4 separate regions of the Mus musculus genome follow, and regions 1, 2 and 3 are each linked to region 4. A link is a contact called in public promoter capture Hi-C data. All regions are on one chromosome and are shown on one strand. The core of a region is the stretch at or near the end of the contact, and the rest is flanking DNA. Distances in the headings are between cores, read along the strand shown. Region 1 holds the start of 5730405O15Rik (RIKEN cDNA 5730405O15 gene). Region 2 holds the start of 1810030O07Rik (RIKEN cDNA 1810030O07 gene). Region 3 holds the start of Med14 (mediator complex subunit 14). Region 4 holds the start of Rpgr (retinitis pigmentosa GTPase regulator).

What was found. Promoter capture Hi-C pulls out the DNA fragments that hold promoters and counts their contacts.
Region 1: a promoter capture Hi-C map of pre-B cells shows a contact between it and region 4, with 4 times the contacts expected there. The contact joins the promoter of 5730405O15Rik here to the promoter of Rpgr in region 4. A contact is called at or near these places in 3 of 39 promoter capture datasets (erythroid cells, liver and pre-B cells).
Region 2: a contact with region 4 is called in a promoter capture Hi-C map of hippocampal neurons, with 3 times the contacts expected there. The contact joins the promoter of 1810030O07Rik here to the promoter of Rpgr in region 4. A contact is called at or near these places in 4 of 39 promoter capture datasets (the 3T3-L1 cell line, hippocampal neurons and pre-B cells) and 1 of 115 datasets of contacts at active chromatin or transcription factors (astrocytes).
Region 3: a contact with region 4 is called in a promoter capture Hi-C map of erythroid cells, with 40 times the contacts expected there. The contact joins the promoter of Med14 here to the promoter of Rpgr in region 4. A contact is called at or near these places in 4 of 39 promoter capture datasets (the 3T3-L1 cell line, cranial neural crest, erythroid cells and 1 more).

What each region holds. Positions count from the first base shown.
Region 1 is chrX:13,037,791-13,043,791 of GRCm38.p6, forward strand. 5730405O15Rik (RIKEN cDNA 5730405O15 gene) reads left to right here and starts at 4,225. Exons shown (of 3, transcript NR_038158.1): 1 at 4,225-4,319; 2 at 5,767-5,866.
Region 2 is chrX:12,671,270-12,677,920 of GRCm38.p6, forward strand. It overlaps 1810030O07Rik (RIKEN cDNA 1810030O07 gene), which reads right to left and starts at 2,370. Exons shown (of 7, transcript NM_175141.6): 1 at 2,057-2,370; 2 at 1,757-1,891. The coding sequence starts at 2,272. It overlaps Med14 (mediator complex subunit 14), which reads right to left. Exons shown (of 31, transcript NM_001048208.1): 31 at 4,102-6,382. The coding sequence ends at 6,309.
Region 3 is chrX:12,760,307-12,766,102 of GRCm38.p6, forward strand. It overlaps Med14 (mediator complex subunit 14), which reads right to left and starts at 1,667. Exons shown (of 31, transcript NM_001048208.1): 1 at 1,161-1,667. The coding sequence starts at 1,393. It overlaps Gm14634 (predicted gene 14634), which reads left to right and starts at 1,972. Exons shown (of 5, transcript NR_045852.1): 1 at 1,972-2,680.
Region 4 is chrX:10,214,799-10,220,631 of GRCm38.p6, forward strand. Rpgr (retinitis pigmentosa GTPase regulator) reads right to left here and starts at 1,997. Exons shown (of 17, transcript NM_011285.2): 1 at 1,754-1,997. The coding sequence starts at 1,895.

The DNA.
Region 1 (6,001 bases), core at 2,975-5,474, 2.8 Mb after region 4:
TGGAAAACTTTATATTGCAAAAATATCAATTTCCCATGAATCTGCTATGTTTGGTCATTTCTATATTATGTCTTTAAAATGAGGTGGCTGCATTAGTCTTTTGTATTGGTTTAGTCTTGTTTTGAGACTGTCTCTACCTCTTTATATAACCATTGCTGGTCTGAAACTCCCTATATAGATCAGGCTGGCCTCTAATTTGTAGTGATCCTCCTGCCTCTGCCTATTGAGTTTTGGGTTACAGATGTGAGGCATTACACACACACGAAATTTTTTTTCTGAAACTGATTTTAATATTTGATGGTAATAGTGCCACTATTGGAGGTATTAAGATGCTTTGGTGTCAAACTAATTAAAATGGCATTTGGAATAATGAATGGCTTGTCTTGTACTGGCCACCTTTTATTTTTTTAATTTATTTATTATAGCCCTGGCTGTCCTGGAACTCACTTTGTAGACCAGGCTGGCCTCGAACTCAGAAATCTGCCTGCCTCTGCCTCCTGAGTGCTGGGATTAAAGGTGTGTACAACCAATGAATGCCTGGTCATTTTTCTTGTTTTTAAAAAAAAAACTTTTTTAGATTTATTTTTGGGTGAGGGCACACACACCATGGTATGAATGTGGAAGTCAGAGGATAACTTGTGGGAGTCTCCTTCCACCATGTGGGTTTGTGGGATCCAATTCAGGTTTTCTGACTTGGCAGCAAGTGCCTTTTCTTGCTAAGCCATCTTATTTTTCCTGTTTTCTTTTTCTTTCGCTTTCCTTTCCATTTTTTTTTTAAATCTTCTTTTTTTTTAATTTATTTTATTTTTATTATATGTAAGTACACTGTAGCTGTCTTCAGACACTCCAGAAGAGGGAGTCAGATCTCATTAAGGATGGTTGTGAGCCACCATGTGGTTGCTGGGATTTGAACTCAGGACCTTCGGAAGAGCAGTTGGGTGCTCTTACCCACTGAGCCATCTCTCCAGCCCCTCCTTTCCATTTTTTAAAAAAATATTTATTTATTATTATACATAAGTACACTGTAGCTGTCTTCAGACACACCAGAAGAGGGCATCAGATCTCATTACAGATGGTTGTGAGCCACCATGTGGTCCTGGGATTTGAATTCAGGACCTTTGGAAGAGCAGTCAGTGTTCTTGCCTGCTGAGCCATCTCGCCAGCTCCCTGTTTTCAAAAGTATAAAAATTACAAATAACTATATGGAAAGCCTTTAGGGGTTTTCTTCTGGGAGATCAAGGTTTGGAGGAGACAGAAACATAGGGCCAATAGGTCATAGCAGGTGCTCTTCCACCAGATTTGGGGCTCATCTCCTAGCAGGAAGGATCCAGATAGCCTGTCCTGTCCTAAATGGCATAGCATGAACGGGCAGTAGTTGATCGCTTCCAGGGCTCAGTTCACATTTTCTTCTGAGTGGCTCAAAGAGCGAAGATGCCTGCTAAAATGGGTCTTTATATCTAGAAGGGAGAGTTTGCCAAGAGTGCCTGACTTGGAACAGGGCAGAGCTCCAAATGTATTGAGTTTGCCTCTAGCTCTTGCCAAAGTTGTATCAGGCTCTTTTCAAAGCCATTTCATTCCATTTCACCAGCACTGTAGGTCACACACACACACAGTGGTACTTTGGGCTTTTGTAATCAGAAAACAGAAATGCCATGCTGCCCCAGCAGGGATCCCTTACGGTGCTGAAGTCAGATGAGCCTCGCCTTGGCAGAGAGCCCCTTCTGGTGTGGTGGAGGATTGAAGAAGAGCCTTCCTTGAGTCCTAGTGTAAACAGCCCTGCTGGGAATCAATTAGCCAATGCACAGCTCTGTGGAAGAGCCTGGTGGGTTCTTCTTCCTTTCCACATTTCCAGTGCACCCCAAAGCATAGGATCAACTGTGTTCTAGGTGACAAAAGGGTTACCTCTGACCCCCTCACCTCCATCACCCTCTCATTTGCTCCTTCACCTGCCTTCCTCCTGTGTTTCTTGTAGATATTTTGTAATTTCCTGCTTATTTCAGCTATAGCGTTCCTTGTATATATTTTGATATTTTGTTTGTTTATTCTTTTGTTTCAGATAGGGTTTCATGTAGCCCAGGTTGGCCTTAAACTCCTAAAGTAGCCCAGGATGACCTTGAGTGCCTGAGCCTTCTGCCTCTACTTCCTGAGTTGTGGGATTACAGAGATATAGCACAATTCCAAGAATGTTTTTCTTGTTCTTATTCTCATTCTTGCTCTCCCTGTTTATCTCTCCTTTCCTGCCTCCCTCTCTACCTCCCCCTCCCCATCTCTCAAGAAATGGACATTTCTCCTAAACTCTCAGGCTCAAGTCATTCTCCTGCTGCAGCTTTGAGTAGCTGCGACTACAGATTCATGTCATTATGTCCTGCTGCGTATGTCTTTGCCTGGTGCCTTTTTTTAATTAGATATTTTCTTTATTTGCATTTCAAATGTTATCCCCTTTCCTAGTTTCCCCTCTGAAAGTCCCCATCCCCTCCCCCTTCCCCCTGCTCTCCAATCCTCCCACTCCCATTCCTGGTCCTGGGTGCCTGGTACTTTCAATGTCTAAGCATTCCATTATCCATACACAGGTTTGTCTATTGGAGTCTCCATTTTAACGGTTTGAATAAAGTGTAGAAATCTTACCTCTTTTAGTAACTTAACACTCTCCCATTTATAATGTAATTATGTTAATGATTTCCTCCATACATTAAGAACTACAAAAGCCTGTGCTGTAACTATTGCTTTAACTGTTAAACATGATTTTAAAAGGCCAAGATGAGGAAACATTGTCTACTGTATTTATCTTCCCTTTTACTCTGTCATTCTTCCTTCCTTCCTGATAGCCAAGACTTCTCTGTCATTTATGTTTATCAAGATTATCATGGTTCTTATTTGCTACGCTGGGAAATCAAACCCAGGGTCCCTCCTCTCTCAGACTGTTAAGTGTGGCATATGAGACCCACCATGCCTGACTAAATTTCTCTTCAGCACTTGAGAAACATGGCAGTTTTCTTCCACTGTTTTTGCTTTCTCCTATTTTTTCTCTTTAGAGAACATGTTTTCCTCTGGGTGCTTAGGTTAGTTTCTATTAACTTTCAGAAGCTTGGCTCTGATAAACCACAGGTTTTTGTTGTTGTTTATCCTGCTTAAAAATTTCTCAGGTTTGCCCTACAGTGGTGGTGAATATGTTCAATCCCCGCACTTGAGGCGGAGGCAGGCTGGATTTCTGTGAGTTCGAGGCCAGCCTGGTCTACAAACAAGAGCGAGTTCCAGGACAGCCAGAGCTACAGAAAAACTATGTCCCAAAAAACAACAGACACACATATTCTGCATCTATATGTTTATGCCTTTTGGGCAAATTTCAGAACATTTTAGGCATTCATTCTTTGATTACTACTTTAATTTCATCTTTCTCTCTTGAAACTCTTATGATCAAAAACTTAGATTTTTAATATATTATCTTCCATGTCCCTGAAGGGCTATTCTTTTTTTCCAGTCTACTTTCTTTCCTTGCTTAAATAGAGTAAATTCTATTCTAATCGGATCAATTCTGATTTTCCCCCTAGACTTTTAGATTCTGCTATTGAGTCTAATTTTTTTTTTTGCCTGTAAGCTATTGTAATTTTCAGTTCAAAAAATTTTGAGTTTTGAGACTTTCCTCCCCATTTGTTTCAAACAAACATGCTTACAAAAAAGGGCTACAAATGACAGCTGTTTTTAAATCCTTGCCAGTTGATTCTAACAATCCTGTCACCTTAGTGAATTGTCGTTTCCCACTCAAGCTGAGAATTCCCCGATTCTCAGTATGGAGAGTATGTTTCAAAAACTGACGTTATATTAGTTAAATACTATGTTTCAGCAAGTCTCTCCTACGCAGCTCAAACTAACCAGCTACAGGCAAGGAAGGGTTAAGTTCCAGATTCCGAGAGCCGCGTTTGCTGACGTGTGCGCACGCGCACGCTCGCACCTGCGCCTGCGCTCCTGGACTACGTGTGACTGCCTGGCGGGGCGGGGCTGGCGGGGCAGGGCGGGGTGGGACAGGATGCTGGCTCCATTCTAGGCCGCTAACCGCCAGTCGCCTTGCGCTCTGTGGCGCCTCCACATTGCCTCCAGTAATCTGGCGGTAGCTAGGAACTCGTCAGCGCTGCAAGGGGGGTGAAAGTTCAGACCCCTGGCTGGGTGACGTCGGCGGAGGGGGCGGGACGCCTCGGATCTTCTTGGAGGAGGGGAAAGTCCGGGCTGTTTCAGCAGAGCCAAGGAATGGGAGGCGCCCTAGCCTCCCCGCAGGCCACAGCGCTGGGACTCCTGCCTTCCCTGCTATCTCCCTGAGGCAAGGGGTGTGTGGGAATGTCTCTTTACTGTTAGAAGGCTCGAGCTTTTCCTGCTTAAGGGTGGGGCCACACAGACTTTTGAGATTTTTTTACCCCCTTGTAGTGTTTGGCTGAAATGGAGCTGTCATTGTGCAGAAGTTTTCTGTCTAGATAGAAAAATCAGACTTTTCTTGCAGGGTGGGATTTTTGTTTATTTTGTTTTTCATTTCTCTCTCTGTGCCTGCTCTTTCTGGGGTGCTGGCTTCTCCAAAACCAGTTTGGAAGGTATGGAAACCCACGGTCATGTGTTCATCAGGTCCGGTAGCCCTCAATAGCTCTGCTTTTCACCTCCACCTTATTTTATATCGAAATTAGGCATTTTGGGTGTTCTTAGTGGTACTGGGGAAAGTGCATTTTACTCCATTTTTCTAGAAGCCCAGGGCCTAACAGTATTTTTTTTCATACGTCATCACAACCATGAAAGGATGTGTGCGGGCTTGGTAGGCCTTTTCAACTGAATGGGAATCCATAAATGAATAGGTCAATAGGAAGACATTTTAGAAAATCAGGTTCTTGGTTGGTTTTTTATTTTATTTTATTTCATTTTTTTTTGTCTTTAAAAAAATTTTGAAAAGATATATCCCTGCCAACCATGTTGTTTCCCTGCTTTCAATAGCATGTAAGAGGAAAGAAGCACTGTTTCAGGGGAAGGACAATAAAGTCAGTTCTGGGAGTTTCTATGGTTTTACTGAGGTGCGATTACTTTATAAGGATGTGTATATATTTAAAATATATGATTGCATAGAACACACATGCACGCACGCACCACTACAGCATCGCCACAACCGAAACTGTGACCAAATCTATCACCACAAAAATTTCCTAATTTTCCTTTCAAATTCCTCCCTTATCCTCACCCCAGGCAACCAGGGCTCAGGCTTTTTTTTCTTTTTTCTTTTTTCTTTCTTTCTTTTTTTTTTTTTTTTTTTTGGCTCAAGCTCTTGCCTGGTAGCCCAGGCTGGCCTCCAACTCTCTGTCTTCAGGGTTCAGCCTCCTAGGTGCTGGGATTACAGGCTTGCCATATCACACCCATGTTACTGATCTACTTCTTATCACAAAATAAATTTGTTTAGAATTTTGTAGTAATAATTATTGACTGGCTTCTTTCACACATGATAACTCACTTGCAATTCATCCATATTACTATACCTATAGATAGTTTTTCTCCCTTTTTAAAGATTGCCCTGTATGGCTGTATGACAACATGGCTATCCTTTCATTTGTTGATGGACATTCCAGTTCTTCCCAATTTGGGGCTGTTATAAATAAAGTGACTCTGAACATTCATATTCAACTCTTTCATGTAGATATATGCTTTCTTTGCTTGTGGCCAAATACATAGGAATAAAATGGCTGGATCATAAAATAGGCACATGTTTAATATTTTTCTCTCCTTTTCCCTTTCTGTATACAGGTTGGAGGTTAGCACGGAGTGTTTCTCAATCATTTTCCACCTTACATTTTAAGACATGGTGTGTCACTGAACCTGGAACTCACCAACTCTGCTAGACTGGGTAGGTAGCCAGCAATCCCTAGGGACCTCCTAGCTCTCAGCTTGTCCAGGATTTCGATTACATGCATGTATCACCATGCCCAGGTTTGTTATTTCGCTTTGTTTCTTGATGAGGTCTCACTCTGCAGCCCTGGAT
Region 2 (6,651 bases), core at 1,120-3,619, 2.5 Mb after region 4:
GAGAAGTAGAGGAAGGAGAACCAAGACACAATAAACCCAGGGTTGGGGTGTAGCTCAGGATTAAGCGTGTTTTCCTAGAATGTGTAAGGTCTTGGGTTACACTGCTAGCCTTGGAAAGAGGAGGGAGAAGGCTGGAGAACAGAGGTCAGGGACAGATGCGGGGCAGGGGCAGGGCCAGGGCCAGGGCCAGGAGCCAGGGTTGCATGAGTTGAAGAACATGTGGGAGCTAAGGAGTACCAGGCATCAAGTCCTCTTGAGGAAGTTCTGCTAAGTAGATGTAAAGACAGCTGATAGATAAATGGGGAGACAGTAGGAGTTTAGAGAAAACCCTTCCCAACAATTTTATTTTCTAAGTATTTTCCAAGTGGTTATAAATATAGCTATGAAGTATGTAAGTCAGAGGTTCTGAGTCAGATAGTTGTAAGCAACTATCACTGTGGGCAGGAACCTGGAGGCAGGAACTGATGCAGAGGCCATGGAAAGGTGCTGCTTACTGGCTTGCTCAGCCTGCTTTCTTATAGAACCCAGGACCACCAGCCTAGGGATGGCACCACCCACAACAGGCTGGGCACTCCTCATATCAATCAAAGAAAATGTCCTACCGGCTTGCTAGCAATGGGACCTTGTGGAGGTATTTTCTTTATTTGGGTTCCCTCCTCTCCAGATGTTTTAGCTTGTGTCAAGTTGACAGAAAGCTAGCTAGCACAAACTAAGATAATGGTAAAGCTATTCGTACGGTGATGGGAATAAGCCAGGAAACAGAAGAGTGGACAGCTAAAGATTTAAGGGATGAGATTCGACATATAAGTGGAGGGACAGGGCAAATGGGAAGTCACTTTGTAGCAAAAAGAAGAAACACACACACATGCAGAGTTATAGGTTCAATGAAAGGACAAGGAACTCAGTGTCTGGGGTTCCATCAACTCCATGAAGCATGAGCTGGGGTGAAGGAGGGGAAATGGGAAGAAGAGCTTGGGGAGGGAAGGCAGGAACAGATAGCTCCAGGAACCAAAGTGCAGAGAGAGGCATTAAGGCTCAGTCAAGAATGAAGTGACAGCAGTGGGTTCCCTTCCAAGCTGATCTTGTGGCGGCGTCTTCTTTATTTGGATTCCCTCCTTCCCAGGTGGTTTTAAGCCAGGTGTGTCAAACTGACGGAAAACTAGCTAGCACAAACCAAGATAATAGTAAAGCAATTTGTCAATTTGCATTTGGAAGCTACTTCTGACACCTCCCTCCACTCACTACACAGCTTCCAGGCAACATCAAGAAATCCAAGCAAATTCCCAATCAGACTAGGCATTAAGTCACAGTGACAAAATCTAAACACAGGCCTAACAACCCCTACCTCATAACTAATATTTCTACCTTCTAAAAATGTATACCTTAGCTAAGCATCCTCTTGGCACGCACGCCACAGCAAAAGTAAGCCTTTTTTTAAAGTCTGCTGTAAAGTAAACCTTAACTGTTCTTCCATGTCTCTCAGCCTGTATTGTTTTTCCCCTTATTTTAAGACAGCGTCTTACAATAAAACTCAAGTGCCTGCAGGAAGCGAAGAAACAGAGGCGTTTATTTTACTGAGCTTAGATGGGTCCACTCTAGTATCCCCTCACCACTACGCCACTAGACCCCAGAGAACCAACCTATCTTCTAGTATTTCTGTACTTTCTGAAGTCCCAGCTTGCACTCAAAACCCACCCTCCACCCTGGGGCACCAGGAGCAACTTCATATGCTTTCCTCCAGGCTACAAGTACTTACCTTGGCTACCTCCCAAGGGTCTTTGGGCCAGAGGCCTGGCTTGCAATTTCCCCAGTGCACGTCTCCATTTCTGTTGATGTGATGCCTCAAGATCTCGTGTTTCCACTCTGCGCATACCTGACACTGAGGCTGAAACTACAGAGGGCAGAGGTGAGGAGGGACTGGGGTGGGCGGGGCAGCAAAACAGGAACACCCCGGAAGTAGGAAGCAGTCCCGCCCCGGGAAGGAAAAAGACTGCAAGCATACGGAATAGGGGGACAAGCTGTGGAGACGCGCCCGAGTTCGGGGTCAGCAGCTCACCTGGCGAGCGCGCGGGCTGCACCGGGAACCGCCGCGGCAGGTAGCATGGGGTCCAAGGCCAGGGACTGCAGCCAGCAGTCCACGGTGAAAGGAGAGCACTTCACGGTCTATGAAACCTTGCAGGCAGCTGCGCAGCAGCAGCAGGCAGTGTCCTGCTTTCACCCAGTTTTTGTACTCGGCGCAATTGAGGCGGGCTGCCAGCTCCGACACCACCATGTCTTACTCCTGAAGGCGGGGCCGGCGGTAAGCACGCGCAGCACCCTGGGATGCTCCCACGCAGCGCAGGCGTAGCCCAACCCCCAAAACGTCCAGACGTTTAGCGTCACTGTGCGGTGTACACTTCAGAGGCTAGAGGCTGGCCACTGTTTCCGCTCCAGGAAGTGGCAGCTCCACCCCCGCTTAAAGGAACCGCTTTGGTTTGTGGACATGGAACATTTAGACTAATCCTTTTAAAGCTTTAATTTTTATTCCTGAATACCCTGCCAACCCTCTAACCAACCTGATCCCCTCCTGATGTGCTGACCTTTTTATTGTAAAGAGGAATGCTCAAGGTGTGTTTCTCGAATGACATGTTCCTTGCATTGTGCAATTCTACAAAATTAACTCATCCCTAAACCCACTGAACAGCAAATTCGGGGTATCAATAACATGCTTACCCTCACCTGAAGCAGGGGGCCTATTGTATTGTGTGCCATGCTCCCCAGTACATATGTTAAAGTGACACTAGGACCAGAAACTCCTTAACTAGAGTACCTGGCAGGAAGAAGCAAAAGGGATAATGTACTTCCTGGATTTGGACAGCTCAGAAAAGGGTTATTTCAGCTGCACAGGGAAGCCATATGCTACACAGACCAGAATGCATTAGATTGTCAACATCAAGTGAGAAAACATGTTTTAGATGCTTTGAGTGAGGTTTTTTGACCTTGGCAAACATATTGAAGTGGTATGGAATCAAAAGAGTCGGAAGGAACACTGTAAACAGAGAAGCCTTGCACAGGCAATGGTAAGGACCACTAGCTCTGGGCTCAAACTCTCAATTTTTTGTGTTTTGATCTTGGCTGATCCTAATTTTAATATTATTAAGACGTTATTTCCTTCTTTGTAACTCGGTTTATCATCTGTAAGAGGAGGTTATTAATACTTACCTCACAGTGTGGTGAGGAGCATTTATACAGATGGGAACACTTACAATGATGCCTGGCACACATTAAGCTTTGAGTAAATGCTAACTTATTTTATATTGACGCAAATATGCTCTTTCATCCACTGTTTACATTATTGGACATTTTATCAAACCACTGGCCAGTTGGAAGTGGGGACAATTTATAAAAAATAGAGACCAGATGTGATGATCTGAAGACTCAAAGTACAGTCAGTGTAGGCAGGCTCTGTAATACTTTAATAAAGTATATACCAATTTTGTCTTACTAACCTCAACATTAGACCCATTCAAAGCAAATGATGGGAAATACCCTATTCCCATCAAATCAAATCAAATCAAATCAAATCAAAAATTCCAAAAAAAACCCACCTCTGAATGAAGTCTACATTAGGACTTTCCTTTTTCTGACTAAAACATTTTCTGTAAGTATGAACTTTGTATCAAGAACAACTGAAAGGGGGGCCTGGGAGTAGGGAACAGCCCTGTTTTCCTGGTACTCAGAAGTGGGTCACTTGGACTTAGGAGGTTCAAGGTCAGCCTGGGCTACATGGCAAGACCCTGTCTTGTTTAAAAAAAGAAAGAAAAAGCTTAATTGGAATTTCTCTTGGAGGGGAAAAACATGGCAGAAAAACCATGTATGCCTATCCTTAAGTCCGTTAACTGTCAAACAACAGTCAGTCCCTGCAGTTACTAAGTGGCCTTATTTTTGATGACATTCCCCCTTTTCTCTTAACGTGAAAAGTCCTTTTATACTTTTTGAAATGAAATTTTTGTAGATGTAAAAGGGAAAAGGGTGAATCAGGACTGATGTCTTCTTTCAGGGTTGAACTAATACTAAGCCAGGATTACAACCCAAAACATCTTCACCAAAGAGAGTTGGTAGTTCTCTGAAACTTGTATAAATTTTATTTATTACCGTAAATACTAAAATCACATTGAAAACACCTTAAAATCAAGTTCCAAACCACCTACTAGAGAAAAATCACTATGGCATCCAGTTTCTTTGATTGAATCTGGTTAACAAAAGAGGCAAAAGACATGGTTCGTGGTGAAAGTTACGATTCAAATGCTAAGTATTTCCAAGCTTTAATAAAGTATATACCAATTCCAAGTACCAAGCATGATATCAAAATTCAAATTCATTGGTTTACTCTTAATAAGCATCAAAATCAAATTCTGTTCATTGAATCCTATCTTACTTGATTTACACAATGCATTCAAAGGTGTTATAATTAGGAAAAAAGTAGCCATTGAATGCATCATGTATAAAAATTCATTTAACATTTTAAAACCACACTTAAAAGAGAAAATACCTGAAAAGTTAATTCTATTAATAAAATTATTTGAAACAATATCATCCTGCAGATAAAAATACATTTCTTGTATATACATGTAGATTTCTACATGAAAGCTAGGATTCAGCTCCAAATAGAAAAGGATTGACTCCTGATCAAGACATCTTAGATTGCCGAACCCATGTGATTAGTACTGTGAAGAGAACTGGAAACAGAAGGAGAAAAAGGTTAAGCTAAAGGAAGAATCAAAGTTTAGTCACCTACTCTGGAACAGTGGCAGAGTTGGGTGAAAAGCAGGAGATGAAAGCAGAAAAGAGACAAAGAAGACAAAGAAGGCCTCAACTCTGACTGCAAGGGAGACTCAAGCCAAGTTGAGGAGAACACATGATACAGTTGCAGTAAGATACTTAAAAAACTAGAATTTCATGGTTATACTTGTAGAAGCTCAATCATCTTAAAATGTAATCAGACAAACATCTAAAATTTCATCAAGGATAATACATTGTCTAGATAACTCAGCATGATATTATCATTTAAAAAAACACACAAAACAAAACAAAACAAAAACTCCTCCAAATAACATCAAGTTATCAGAAGACATTTGAATCACACCATATTCATTAAAGTTTAAAAAGTCCCTGACTGGCTTCAAGAGACAGTACAGTACTCTTAAAAAGAAATCCTATTGAGATGTACCAGTGCCAGAAACTCCACTGAACACTGGACAGGCACTGCACTGTGGACTTTTTAAATGACTGGACTAGGTTGTGACCAGCAAAACGTCCTATTGTCTTGCTGACGACAGATTAAATTGAGATTGTTTAGAACAACCCCAAATGGGCTGGGGAAGGTAAAAAGTTAAATAAGATAAAAGAAAAACGTCATGCAAATTAGAGCAGTCACGTTTTTGTTCCTAGTTAATGCTGTATACATTTTTAAGTATACCTTAAAAATGACATTTTCCTAGCAAAAAGGTTCCCATTTTCTCACATATGAGAATCGTATTCTTTGGGATCCTTGATCTCTTTTTTAAAGACAAAGCTCTTTCATTTTAGCAAAATCCTATACTGAAAAACAACTGAGGTGCTAAAGACTATCACCAGTCAGGTTAGGAATGTCTGAAGAAACTAACCTTAAAACAAGAATGTTTTTGGTCAAATTTCAGACATACATAATTAAAAAACTGACTGGCCCCACCAGATTAAAGATGAAGGGAGGCCCTAAGAACTCTAGAGAGCTTATACATACACAAGTGTCTCTTTTAGATCCTAGTTTTATTAAATATTGCTTCTTTGGGATGTGTTTAACAGCTCCCAAAACCATTTCGGAGTAAGGATTCAAAGCGGGCATATTAAAATACAGCTTCAATATAAAGTTTGTCACAGTTTTACAGTATTCAAAACTGACAGACCTGCCTTAAAAAATAAAAATAAAAATCAAAAAGGACCATTACACCCAAAACATAAGAAAACAATTAAATAAACAAGTTTGGCATTTTCATTATTTTATAGTATAAAACAGAATATTAAATCTATTACTGGCACGAGGACACTGATCTGTTACCTAGTTTGAAATGTGTCGCATTTAAACACACTATACAAGTTCACTATACAAAAAAATTGATGGTCTTTTTGATGAAGTGCACCCTGAAAATGTTGCCAGTTTAGAATATTTAGCTCTTAAGGTTAAAAAAAGTCCTTTTCCTTTTTAAAACTGAAGGCTGAATTCAGCCTTTTTGTGTGTGTGTGTTGTTTTGTTTCATTAGTCAGCCTTCCTGGTTTAAAAACAATAGTGTCTATGGACGCCCACCAGGGGGCAGTGTAAGATTAGCCATTAAATCACGAACAGCTGCAAATATTGTGCATTCACCTGCAACAGAGAAAAATGGTCATTAGCTATTCGCAGTGGAGGAGAGACGTTAACACACCAGTGAGGGAAGGGATGGTTAAAATCAGTCACGAATTTGAAATCAAAGACGTTAAGTATTTTAAACTATTCAGATTTTAGGCAGTAGGAACTGGTGTGGTGTAACATTATATTTGGGTTGGGCATTGTTTTTGTCTCAGGAAGAAACTGGGAGCACATGTCAAGTTTAAACAGAGAGAAAGAGATGCTTTCAGTGCACGGAAGCAGTGCCA
Region 3 (5,796 bases), core at 417-2,916, 2.5 Mb after region 4:
GATCACTCAGTCAGAAGCCATACGGGGTGAGGGACGTACACACACCTGTAATCCTAGCTCTTACTAGATGAGGAAATCGTGTGTTAAAAAAAAAAAATCTCAGCCAGGTGTAGTGGCTCATACTTGTAATCCCAACACTAAAGCGGCTGAGCCAGAACTGAAGGTTAGCGACCAGCCCGATTACACAGGAAGACCCCGTCTCAATAGTAAGGAGAATAGTAATACCGCCACCACTTTTGATAAGGTTAAGCTTTGTCTCATTCAATAAAATATTGTACATCAAAACTGAAAGGGAATGTTTTACAAGAGTAAGTGAAGCCCGCCCTAATTCTTTTAGTCATGTACAATGTAATTCTCCAGTAACAAAGTATTGCAAGATACATCCTAGCGTCTACATACTAACGTATTTCCCTGGAAACCTGAGGGAGCCTAACAATAGGTAAAAAGAAAACTTTTATGGACCTCAGGTAGAAGATGCTAAAGAGTTTCAAATTTTCCTAGTACCTTTTATTCACATAGTGAACCATCCGTGTAGTCGGCTTGTACTCTGAAGGTATTAACACCCTAATCACGCCCCAAGGCATTTCATAGGTAACTAGACTGAAACCCGGAGGCTCATTAGAAAAAAAGTATTCTACTTTCACTACATCCATAAAGACTTAACACGCTTTCAAATGTTGCAGAAAGAATCAGAATTTATAATGTAATTGTTTTACACAGAATCGACCTCCGGCATTTTAAGAGAAACAATTGCAACCTTCATTTAAAACATTGTCAAAAAAGATGTAAAACATTTCCCTTCGTTGAAAATCCCGTTCAGTTCGAATTCTACGTAGTCCTCAATGCTTACTCTTCGACTTAGGTTTTTAGAAAATATTCCACATAGAAATTAATACACTTCTGTTGGGAACTCAAGACAAAAATCCCAAAGACAATCTTCAGCGCAAGTGTTAACATGCGAAACTAACCAGTCTCCGTGCTTTCATCGTCAACCAGATCCCCAATAGTTACCTCCTCCCTGTCCCCAGAACCTAAACCCCATGAATTTCCAAATTCTACGCTCAGCAGCCTAGCTCAGTAAATGGCAAGCATAAGCCTCTCTTGAAGGCGGGAAGGGCAAGTGAGGAGCCGGGAAGCAGGCATGGGTTCGCAGCACTTACAAGTCCGTCAACACCATAAGCTCCGAGTAGGCCCGGTGGAGCAGAAATTCGATGAGCGTGCTAAGCCGGTATCCAGGGCTAGCTGCCGCCGCAGCTGCCGCCGCCACAGCGGCTGCGGGCGGCGGGGGAGCCGGGGCAGACGCGGAGCCGCTGCTGCTGCCTCCGCCGCCGCTGCTGCCACCGCCGCCGCCAGGAGGGATCAGCTGGTGGTTGTCCAGCTGCACTGGGGCCATGGCGGCGTACAGCCCGGCTCGGGGCAACCGCCTGAGATGCGGCCCTGGAGCCTCCTCCCGGGCTCGGTGACCGCACCGAGGCGGGCGCGGGCAGAGTGGCCGCCGCCTAGCGCCAGGCCGCCTCTGAACAGGAAGCCGAGCCCAAGCTGCGGAGGCCCGCCCCCATGTAGGGCCGGGCCGGCCGGCCGCAGGGAGGCGAGCGTGGGGCGGGAGGGCAGAGAGGCGGGCCGGCCGCCACTCAAGTGGGGAAGCTTCCGCGACTGCTCAGCGGCCGCCCGGCCGGCGGGTTATAGCGTCCATGTTGCTGGGCCGAGAGCGGAAGTCGCCAGGCAGAACGGAAGGGGAACCCGCGGGAGGCCCTTTCCAAAGGCAACCTGCGACCGTTCCCCGCGCTGTGCTGTTCTGGGGGACAGGAGGAGGGGGTGCGTGGGAGAGGGGCGGAGCCAGGAGGTGCGTGGGCGGGAAAGCGGAAAGGGGGGTGGGCGCAAGGCGCCGGAAGCCGCGCCGCCAGTCCAGCGGCCGCGTCACAGTAACGTCAGTGGTCCCTAAGCGCTCTTTTTCCCCGCCTAGGCGACCGCAGCGGGACGGTGAACGGAGAAGGGTTGGCGGAGAAACCACCCGTCTCTCCTCTCGGGGCCCCAAAAAGGCGGCCTGCGGCGACCGCGCGCTGTGACTGTCCAACGCACGCTCCGCCCATAGGCGACCCTGGCGCGACGCGTGGGAGAAAACGTTACAGTCTCTTTTTTTCCTTTTTCCTTTTTTTTTTTTGTCAATTGTGGGACAAGAGCAACGACACAATAACGTCATTTGAATGCAGTCTCCTGTGTGCCGCGCCTTTGCTGTCACCCAAAGCCCAACATTGAAACACATGTAGTCCTTAAATCCTTTGCTGGTGTTCTTGGCTTTTGTCCCTGCCCTTGCAGTAGCCGCCCTATCCTGCCTGGGTTTTCATCTTTCCAACTACAGCCTCTTTCTCCCAAAATCCACATGTTTTGTCTGTTTTCTAATCTTGGCTTCTGTTTGAAACGAACTGCAAGCCTTTAAACATGTCTGTGGGTTCCCTCCACCTCCATAGATTCGGAAGCAATTGGTCTTTCGTGATGTCTGGGCTTCGAAAGTTTTTTTGTGTGCGTTTATTTTTGTTTTTTGTTTAGTAACCTAGCTATTCTCACGCACAAGTCACGGAAAAATTAACTGTTAAAAGCGTCTATTTTTGTGACCCTACCTAAACATCGTTTTGCAGCTTCATCTCTCGCAGGTGTAACAGATGCTCATGCTGATCGTAAGGTTAGACAATTCTCTTTGTTCTCCACTTGTACAATTGCAGTGCTCTTGATTCTTGGTCTCACTGTGTTGTCGGGGCTGGCATTTTTTAGCTCTTGAGCTCAAAGTAATTGGGATCACAAGCTCCTCCACTACCTCATCCATTTTTCAGATTGATAAATCATGTATTTATGGGGTACAGTGTTAAATTGCATATGTTTATGGGGTACAGTGCATGAATACACTCCCGAATGAACAAATCGGACTCATTGACTTTGATCACCTCTCATACTTTATTCTTTGTGGTGACAGCTAGAATATACCACCACCTCCTGCCACAACATTGCCTTTTGCAGGACTAAGGATTGAATCCAACCAAATCCTTGCCTATAGTAGGCAAACATTCTGCCTTTATATCCCCAGCTATTTTTTATTGAGTTGGGTTCTCCTTAAATGACATAGGCTCACCTGGGACTTGCTATGTAAATTAGAATGATAACTTGTGATCCCCTCCCTCAGTCTCCTAAGTATTTGGGATTATTGGTGTGCACCTCATGTCCAACTAAAATTCACTCTTATCTGTAGGAGATGTTATTCTATATCTGGGATATTAACTAACATCGCTATGTAACATATTGCTGCCTAACTGAAACATTGTATCTTTTGAGCAACATTTCCCTTTTCTCTGCCCTCAGCATCTGATAAAAATTATTTACTGTTGCTTTAGTGAATTGGACTTGTTAAGATTCCACTTGAAGTGAGAAGAGATACTGGCTTTGTGTGCCTGTCTTATTTGACAATATGTAATGTCCTCTTGATCCATACATGTTGTTGCAGGTGACATTTCATTGTGTATGATATATAATAGACATGTCTACAGTCTCACAGTATAACTCAGACTGACTGTAAGCTAAATCCCCCCTGCCTCACTCCTGAATGCTAGGACACTGTACATGATGAGACACACACATTTTTTTTGTGGGTGTGTTGAAGATAAACCACAGGACCTCGATAGAGCTATGCCTATCATTCTCTGCCACTCAGCTACATCTTTTCTATCCATTTGATTTCTCTCCATGATAAACACAGGTTATTTCTGTATCTTGGTTATTATGGATAATGCTGTATTTGTCCAGTGTAGTGCTGTAATTGAAACACTTTGGAATTAGAGGCAGGAAGACCAGGAGCTAAAGATGCTCTCAACGCCCTAATGAGTTCAAAGCCAGTGTAGAGTATATGAGAACCTGCCTCAAAAATAAAAAAGCATTAGCATGGTGGTGATGGTACACACCTTTAATCCCAGCACTCAGGAGACAGAGGCAGGCAGATCTCTTTGAGTTCAAAGCCAGCCTGGTCTACAGAATGAGTTCCAGGACAGCTAAAGCTACAGAGAGAAACCCTGTCTCAAAAATTAAAAATAGGGCTGGTGAGATGGCTCAGTGGGTAAGAGCACCCGACTGCTCTTTCGAAGGTCCAGAGTTCAAATCCCAGCAACCACATGGTGGCTCACAACCATCCCTAACGAGATCTGACTCCCTCTTCTGGAGTGTCTGAAGACAGCTACAGTGTACTTACATATAATAAATAAATAAAAAAAAAAAAAGTAAAAAAAAAAAAAAAAAAAAAAAAAAGAAATTAAACTTGCTGTTTAAAAAAAAAAAAAAAAAAAAATTAAAAATAAAAAAAGTGAGAGTTGTGCAGATATGTGGCATAGTAATTTCATTCCCTTTTAATGTATACCCAGAAAATTTAATTACTGACTCAGTAATCTCTTTAGTGATTTTAGGTCCTTCATGCTGTTTTCCAAAGTGCCTGTGGAGATTTTGAATTCTCCCCAACAGTATACAAGGGTTCTTTTTGCTCACCATCTTCATCATTTGTATACTTTTTATTCATGTCCATTCTAGAAGACTGTATTAGTCAGGGTTCTCTAGAGTCAGAACTTACAGAATGTCTCTATGTACTAAGGGAATTTATTGTAGTGATTAATAGTCTGCAGTACAACTAACCCAACAATGGGCAACTGTGAATGGGACGTTCAAGAATCTAGTAGTTGCTCATTCCCATGAGACTAGGTATTTCAGCTGGCCTTCTCTATAAGCTGGAATCCTGAAGAAGTAGGTTCCAACAGATGTGCTGGAAAGTAAGGTCAAGCAGGCAAAGGAGGGAGAGAGAGCCTTCCGCCATTGTCCTTACATAGGCCTCCAGCAGAAGGTGTGGCCCAGATTTAAGGAGTGTACTACCACACCTGGTTTTGAAACTTGCTCTCTCAGGCAGGCCTTGAACTCAGAGATCTGCTTACCGCAGTCTCCTAGGATTAAAGGCGTATACTACCTTGCCTGAGCCTAAATTTTTCATGGCTACTATGCCTTAAATTCTGGATCAAAGGTGTGTGTTGTCCCATGTCAAGATCTGGGTTAGAAGCCTGTGTCTTCTAGCCTCAAGATCTGGATCATGCCGGGCAGTGGTGGCGCACGCCTTTAATCTCAGCACTCTGGAGGCAGAGGCAGGTATATTTCTGAGTTCGAGGTCAGCCTGGTCTACAAAGTGAGTGCCAGGACAGCCAGAGCTACACAGAGAAACCCTGTCTCCAAAAACAAAAAAAACAAAGAAAGAAAGAAAGAAAGAAAGAAAGAAAGGAAGGAAGGAAAAAGGGAAAAAAACCCATCTGGATCACAGGTGTGCTCTCTATTTCTGGATTGTAGTTCATTCCAGATATAGTCAAGTTGACAACCAGGAATACCCATCACACTGATATAAGGTCATTTCTTGTCTTTTTAATTTTCATGAGGAACAGACAATAAATTCGTGTCAGCTCGAATCAGACCATTCCTTTTCCAGTTTTGACTTTTCTTATTGAAAGGTTTTTCTCTCTTTTGAAAACAATATTGATGGTCAGGCAGTGGTGGCGCATGCCTTTAATCCCAGTACTTGGGAGGCAGAGGCAGGAGAATTTCTGAGTTTAGGGCCAGCCTGGTCTACAGAGTGAGTTCCAGGACAGCCAGGGCTACACAGAGAAACCCCATCTTGAAAAACCAAAAAAGAAAAAAAAAAGAAAGAAAGAAAGAAAAAAAGAAGGAAAGAAAACATTATTGACTTCTGCTAAGACATTCTGGTTGTTACATACAAAAGATGGTTGT
Region 4 (5,833 bases), core at 747-3,246:
AGGAATCTAGTACAGAATCTGTAATCTCCAATGTATTAACTGATGGCTACCTCTGTAAAGTCCTATTACAAACATTGGAAATTACTGGTTTCTCAGAATCTTGCAATGAATAGAGGCCATATGGCAATTAATTATGCTCTACACAGCAATCTCTCTAATTGATTCGCTACCAAAATATTTATTGATAAGTATTTTATTTGCTCAACTGTATTACTGATAGTGTAGGTTTTCCTTGCTACTTATACCCATTGCACAAGACGTTCCTCTAGGAAATATCAGTTACACTGAAGTTTGTGCTAAGTTTCAAACAGAAAACTTCCCTTCTACACTATTTATCACTCTACCACCATTTTCACATCACTAGAATGCTGAGTAGGAAATCAAACACAGCTTTCAATACTTTCAGTGTGAAAGATAGCATATTACCCAGGTTTTACTACGGAAACACCTCGGGTATTCCTGTTCCCATTGAGAAGAAATGAGAGTTCAAGCTACGGATCAGTCCATGGGGATTGGAGATGGAGGCTGAGATTTGACATTCTTCAACTGCCATTGTCTGATCTGAGGAATATTCACAGACTTGGACCAGTATCATTTTCAAAAGACTAAATATCCATTAACATTTCCAAGTAACTATTTAAACACACACACACACACACACACACACCACTCAAATAGAAAGTCAGACCCAGTTTGGGGGAAATTTCCAGAGAAAGCATACTGAATGTAAATATTAATAATATATATCAATGTGCACGGGACTAAACCACTTGAGAACAAGCTTGAAGCAAGCCAGTTCGACTCAAGTCACTGAGCCTTGGGAGGCAAGGACCTCGAAATGATTCAAGGCTTCCCTACAAGGAATTATTTAACGGTGTTTACTCTGGCTCCCCAGAATCTCTCTTCAGACACTCCCCTAACCCAAAAACCAAGGTTGGGTGGTTCCTTTCTGTCCTCTGCCAACTAATGTCAAGCCTATTGTAACTATTTTCTTGCACCCTCACTAAGGTATGAGCTCCAAGTGGTGTAGAATCAAATTCTGTTTGAGCCAAGACCACAGCAGAAAGTGCAATACATATTTAAATGTCCAATTCTGCTCAAATATAGTGGTTATTTTTCATAATGCTAGTAACAGCCCATTAGAGTATATGCAAAAACCAGTTCAGTAGATTATGACCACCATTTTAGCTGAACAACTCTATAACTCTACGCTTATAATAAATGCTGCTCCAGGAAATGTCTACCTGGGCTACCCGGTACGGAAGCCGTACGGAGTCATAATTTTAAAAGACTTCACGACAGTCAGTCTTAAAAAAAAAAAAAAATTCACCGAAGGCCCTCCTCTCTTTATCCAGTTCGTTTCTTCCATTCTTTTTAACCTTTCACCCCGCATTCCACTCGTTACTGAATTCTGTACCTAACCGGGTCCTGGGGACATCCGCTTGCTCAAATGTTTAGAGACCCTGGGATGCTTCGCGAGAGAATAATGGCTGCCGCCGCCTCCAAGAAAAGCCATTATTTCAGCTTGCTAATAACACACACAGGGTCCCTCATGTCCCTGTCCCTTCCTCCAGCCCGACAAAGGGAATTTATTTATTCCCAAACGCAAATCTAAGGCGGTTGACTGAGGCTCAGGTTGCGGCCTGTACCACTACGGGGCCGGCTCGGAGGCGGGGCCTGGCCTGTCGCCCGCCCGCCCGCCCGCGGACCCTCCCTCCAGGCCAGCCGCCACGACTGGGGGCGCGCGACTCACCGGGCACCAGTGACTCAGATTCCGCCATGCCGAAGCCTGCGAACGGAATCTGTGCCTGCTTCGGAAAGATAGCAGGGGCGACTCGATTGAGCCTAAGGTGCTGCCCTACCCCCTGGGACCCCCATCGCGACCCTCTTGGCATAGACCACTACTGTGCTCCCGGAAGTCAACAAACAGACGCTAGGGGCAACGGAGGCGGAGCCTTGCGGGGCGGGGAGGGGCGAAAGGCTTTTGGAAGGAGGCTGGCGGAAGCTGTGTCAGTGAGGCGCAAGCGCAGATGCCATGGTCGCGGCGGTAAGCGACCGCACACCCTCTAGCGGTCGCGATTGGAAGCGGCCATGCTGCAGACTCTGGAGCGCATCTACTTCTGAAGGGATCCTGGCCATGCAGGGACCTAGAGGGGATATGGTGACAACATCATGTCTCACATAGCCCTAACTTCTGTGACTCATGCAAACGTCAACGCACAGCTTTGACAACACACTAGGACTAACAATCTGTAACACAGCAAGGTACTAGGCGGTTTACATCCCAAATGTCATTTGCAATCCTAGGAACAAAACAAATATACTCGATGCACACATTAGATCCTTATTGAATAAATGGTCGTAATAAATGTTATTACAATCATGCAAGTTGAATAATGCCATTCCTGTTTGCGGATATGCCAATTAAACATAGGAAGAGAAGCACAGTTCAGGTTGTTTAGCCTGAGGTCTAAACAGTCCGCCTGCATCTCCTATAAAACTAAAGGGCCAAGATCTATACAATTTCCTCTGAAATATTATATTTTTCTGGATAAACCTTGGTTTTCCACCCATAATAGTTGGCCACAATAAAATAAATAGGAAGAAAATCTTCCAGGATGAGTCCATTTGTATACCTGAGGTAGTTGGGTCTCAATCAAGCACAACTGAATTTAAGGCTCCCAGAATTCGAGAGTTATTACCTACACTTACTCAGGGCACTTTTATTAGGAAGGAAAGAGGGAATAGAATCCAATCACTTGTGTACAAACTAAAGTTGAGGATGAGATTCTAGTAAAGATGCTTAGCAAGGAGCACCGACCTGGGAACAGGGATTTAAGAAAGACAAAAGCTTGTCTGATGACGACAAAGTCAGGAAGGTCTGAAGCCAAAGAAACTGAATGAAATTAAAGAAGTCTGGACATAGTTAACTGTATGCAAAGACTGATAAAGTGATCAGTTCCTCCCAGGACCTTGCTGAGGCTGGTTCGAGGTGAGATGGCATGTCCACAGAATCGGACGCTTTATCCTAAAGACTATGGAAAGTCATGGAGGAGCTTTAAGCTCAGAAGTGATAGGAAAGGACCAGTTATGCATGTTCTTGAAGTGATTCTACCTGTTTGGGCTGCTTTTCTGACAAGCAGTTTGAGCACTGAGAGGCAATTCAAAGGCTATTACAGGTATTTAGGTACAAAAGTGGTCAGGCTGCCCGAAGTTCAGTATTTTGGCACACAGGAAATGGTGTCTAGTTGTCAACTCTTGGAAAATGCTGACCTATCATATAACTTACATCAGCAGAAAGGAACAAAAAAGGTAACTTAACTTATTTTGAGGAGAACTTAATACTCATGTCTAAAGGCTCATAACAATCATGATGAGAAAAATCAGAATATTTAAAGACTTTCTTTGCTTATCCTGTTATTTCATTGACTTCTAAAAATAAATTTCAGAGCATAAGTCAGTGCTGAGCACTTCCACGCTGGTTTCTCACATAAGTATCTAGGCAAGGGTGGTGCCGTTTACAGAGATGGGAAGTGCTATGCAAGGAGCAGAGGAGGTTAGAGTTAGGTCAGTAAGGTAATGGAAGAGATAGTGAGCTCAGCCCTTGAACACATAGGAAAGTCAGGTGGAGTTGCTGAGCACAGCAAGCAACTGATGCACAGAAGGTCCAGATGGAGCCAGACACTTATGGAACTCCTGGATCAACGCTATCATGGCAGTCTCGGGAACAGGTGAAAGAAGGAAAGGGAAGGACAAAGGAATCTAAGGTGAATCGTGAAGAATGCCGAAGTATGATATCCTAGCAATGGGTTATAAGGCTTAAAAGGTGATGAGAGAGAGAGAGAGAGAGAGAGAGAGAGAGAGAGAGAGACTGGAAAATACTGCACCAAACAAGAGTATAATCAAATTGTCCACATAATGTGTACAAATTAAATGACACCGAATTACCTTCTGAAGTTAGAAATATGGTGATCATTCTCTGTGTTATAAAAAGAGCGGTTTGCTGGGGCAATGGAAGAGGAAACAGTATTGGAGTAGGAAGTTGGAGACGCTGAGGGAAAAGCATCCCTTGAGCATCAGCATTCGAGACAGTAAGTGCAGAGGGACCCAGGAAGAGAGGAAGCAGCATTTGAGCCGGGAAGAGGGGTGAAAGGAGGGCTTCTGTTAAACTAAGCAATGTATGATACCACTGGGAGGTCCAATTGAATAGATGCGGAGAGAATCCTTCTTCAGAAAAGTAATAGAATAGAAATCCTGGAAGACAGCAAGGCCTTGCATCCAGAGAATATGGTGGAGACGCTGGCATTAGCTCAGACACACAGCTTTCTAGCAGAGAAGAAGAGAAGAATAAAATTCCCCTTACAATATAATATTGATACTTTTGATTCATCTAATATTTATAATCTAAGGGTGCCACACACACATACAGCTATGATGGCACCTTAGATCATTTATATTATATATTATCTGTTCATATGCTCTATCTCAGGAAATGTCTTAGACATCCGAGGTAATGAATGTCTAGCTTCTATCTTAGTGCCCAGAATACAGTAGCACTTAATACCAGTAGGTATTAGAAACAAGGCAAAGTTGGCTATGCTCACTGTACTGGAAGGCAAAGCCAGGCCATGTGTGCCACGATGGAAATAGCACTCAAATCTTGGCAACGGCTCAAAAGTGTCATTTTTATTCCTGCAGCATGCCTAGCAAGGCTCAGTGGTTTCAGCGGGTCCCATGGGCGCCTGGGATACTGATGGAAGTATAAGCATGCTTTAGCTGCATTGTAAGCGTGACCTCCTTGGTTACCTCATGAAGGCAACAGAATGAGGCTAGAAATTCTGTGTTTTAGATCAGAATAGATGTGTTTTTCCAGTTTTGTGTGCATTGCAAGGGGACTGGAAATTAAAGGAGAGCCACTGGCCCTTCAAAAACAATAAGGGCCTCTCCCACAATCCTGACAGTTGGAGAGCATGAAGTGTCTAAGTTGCAGCTTTCCAAACTGTCATTTGTACTATTTATCCTATGTTGTCATGAAACTGAATATGGAGGGCCACAAAATGTTTGCCAACAGTGGAAGGTTTTGGAACACATAATGACCAAAAGATAAATTTAGAATCAAATGTGTAATGAGCTGAGGGGTTTCTGGCCATCAATCACCTGTGTTGTCTCCTGTGACTTTCCTACAGCCTCACTCCTAAACACAGGACCTGTGCACTTTGAACTGTGTGTGCTCTCATAAACATGCAGTGTGAGCAAACTGCTGCTGTTCTTCAGCTTAGAGGTATTGTTATATGTTTGTTGTATATACAAGAACATGATGCTTTAATTAAAAAAACACGTTTTATATTTTCTTAGTGTCATTTCTTAGCTAGTAATCATCAAATTGTTATATGGATTATAGTGCCTTAGAATACTTGATTTTTAAAACTCACTATTTTAATTGCAGACTGAAATTTCATTTAAAAAAAGTCATTAAATGAAATTTGGTGTGGGATTAGGACAGATTTTTTTCCAAGAATTTTTCAAACAGTTTCAAGATATTTCTACTGTTTTTAATTGTATATTTATGCAAAATAGCATTCTTGGCATTGGTGATTCTAAAATCAAAACATTGATTAATTTTGAAAAAAAAAATGAAGATGCCATGTCCTGAAGTATGAACTATTAGGTCAAAAAGGAATTCTTTATGTAAAAATAAAAGAGCATGGCCGTTTTACTAGGATGGAAATTTGCATGCTTTTTTTAAATAAATGGTAAAAAAAAATCTCTGCTTTTAGGTATATTCATGTCACATATGTATTGTATTCCCTTCTGATGCACACACAGCCAAAAA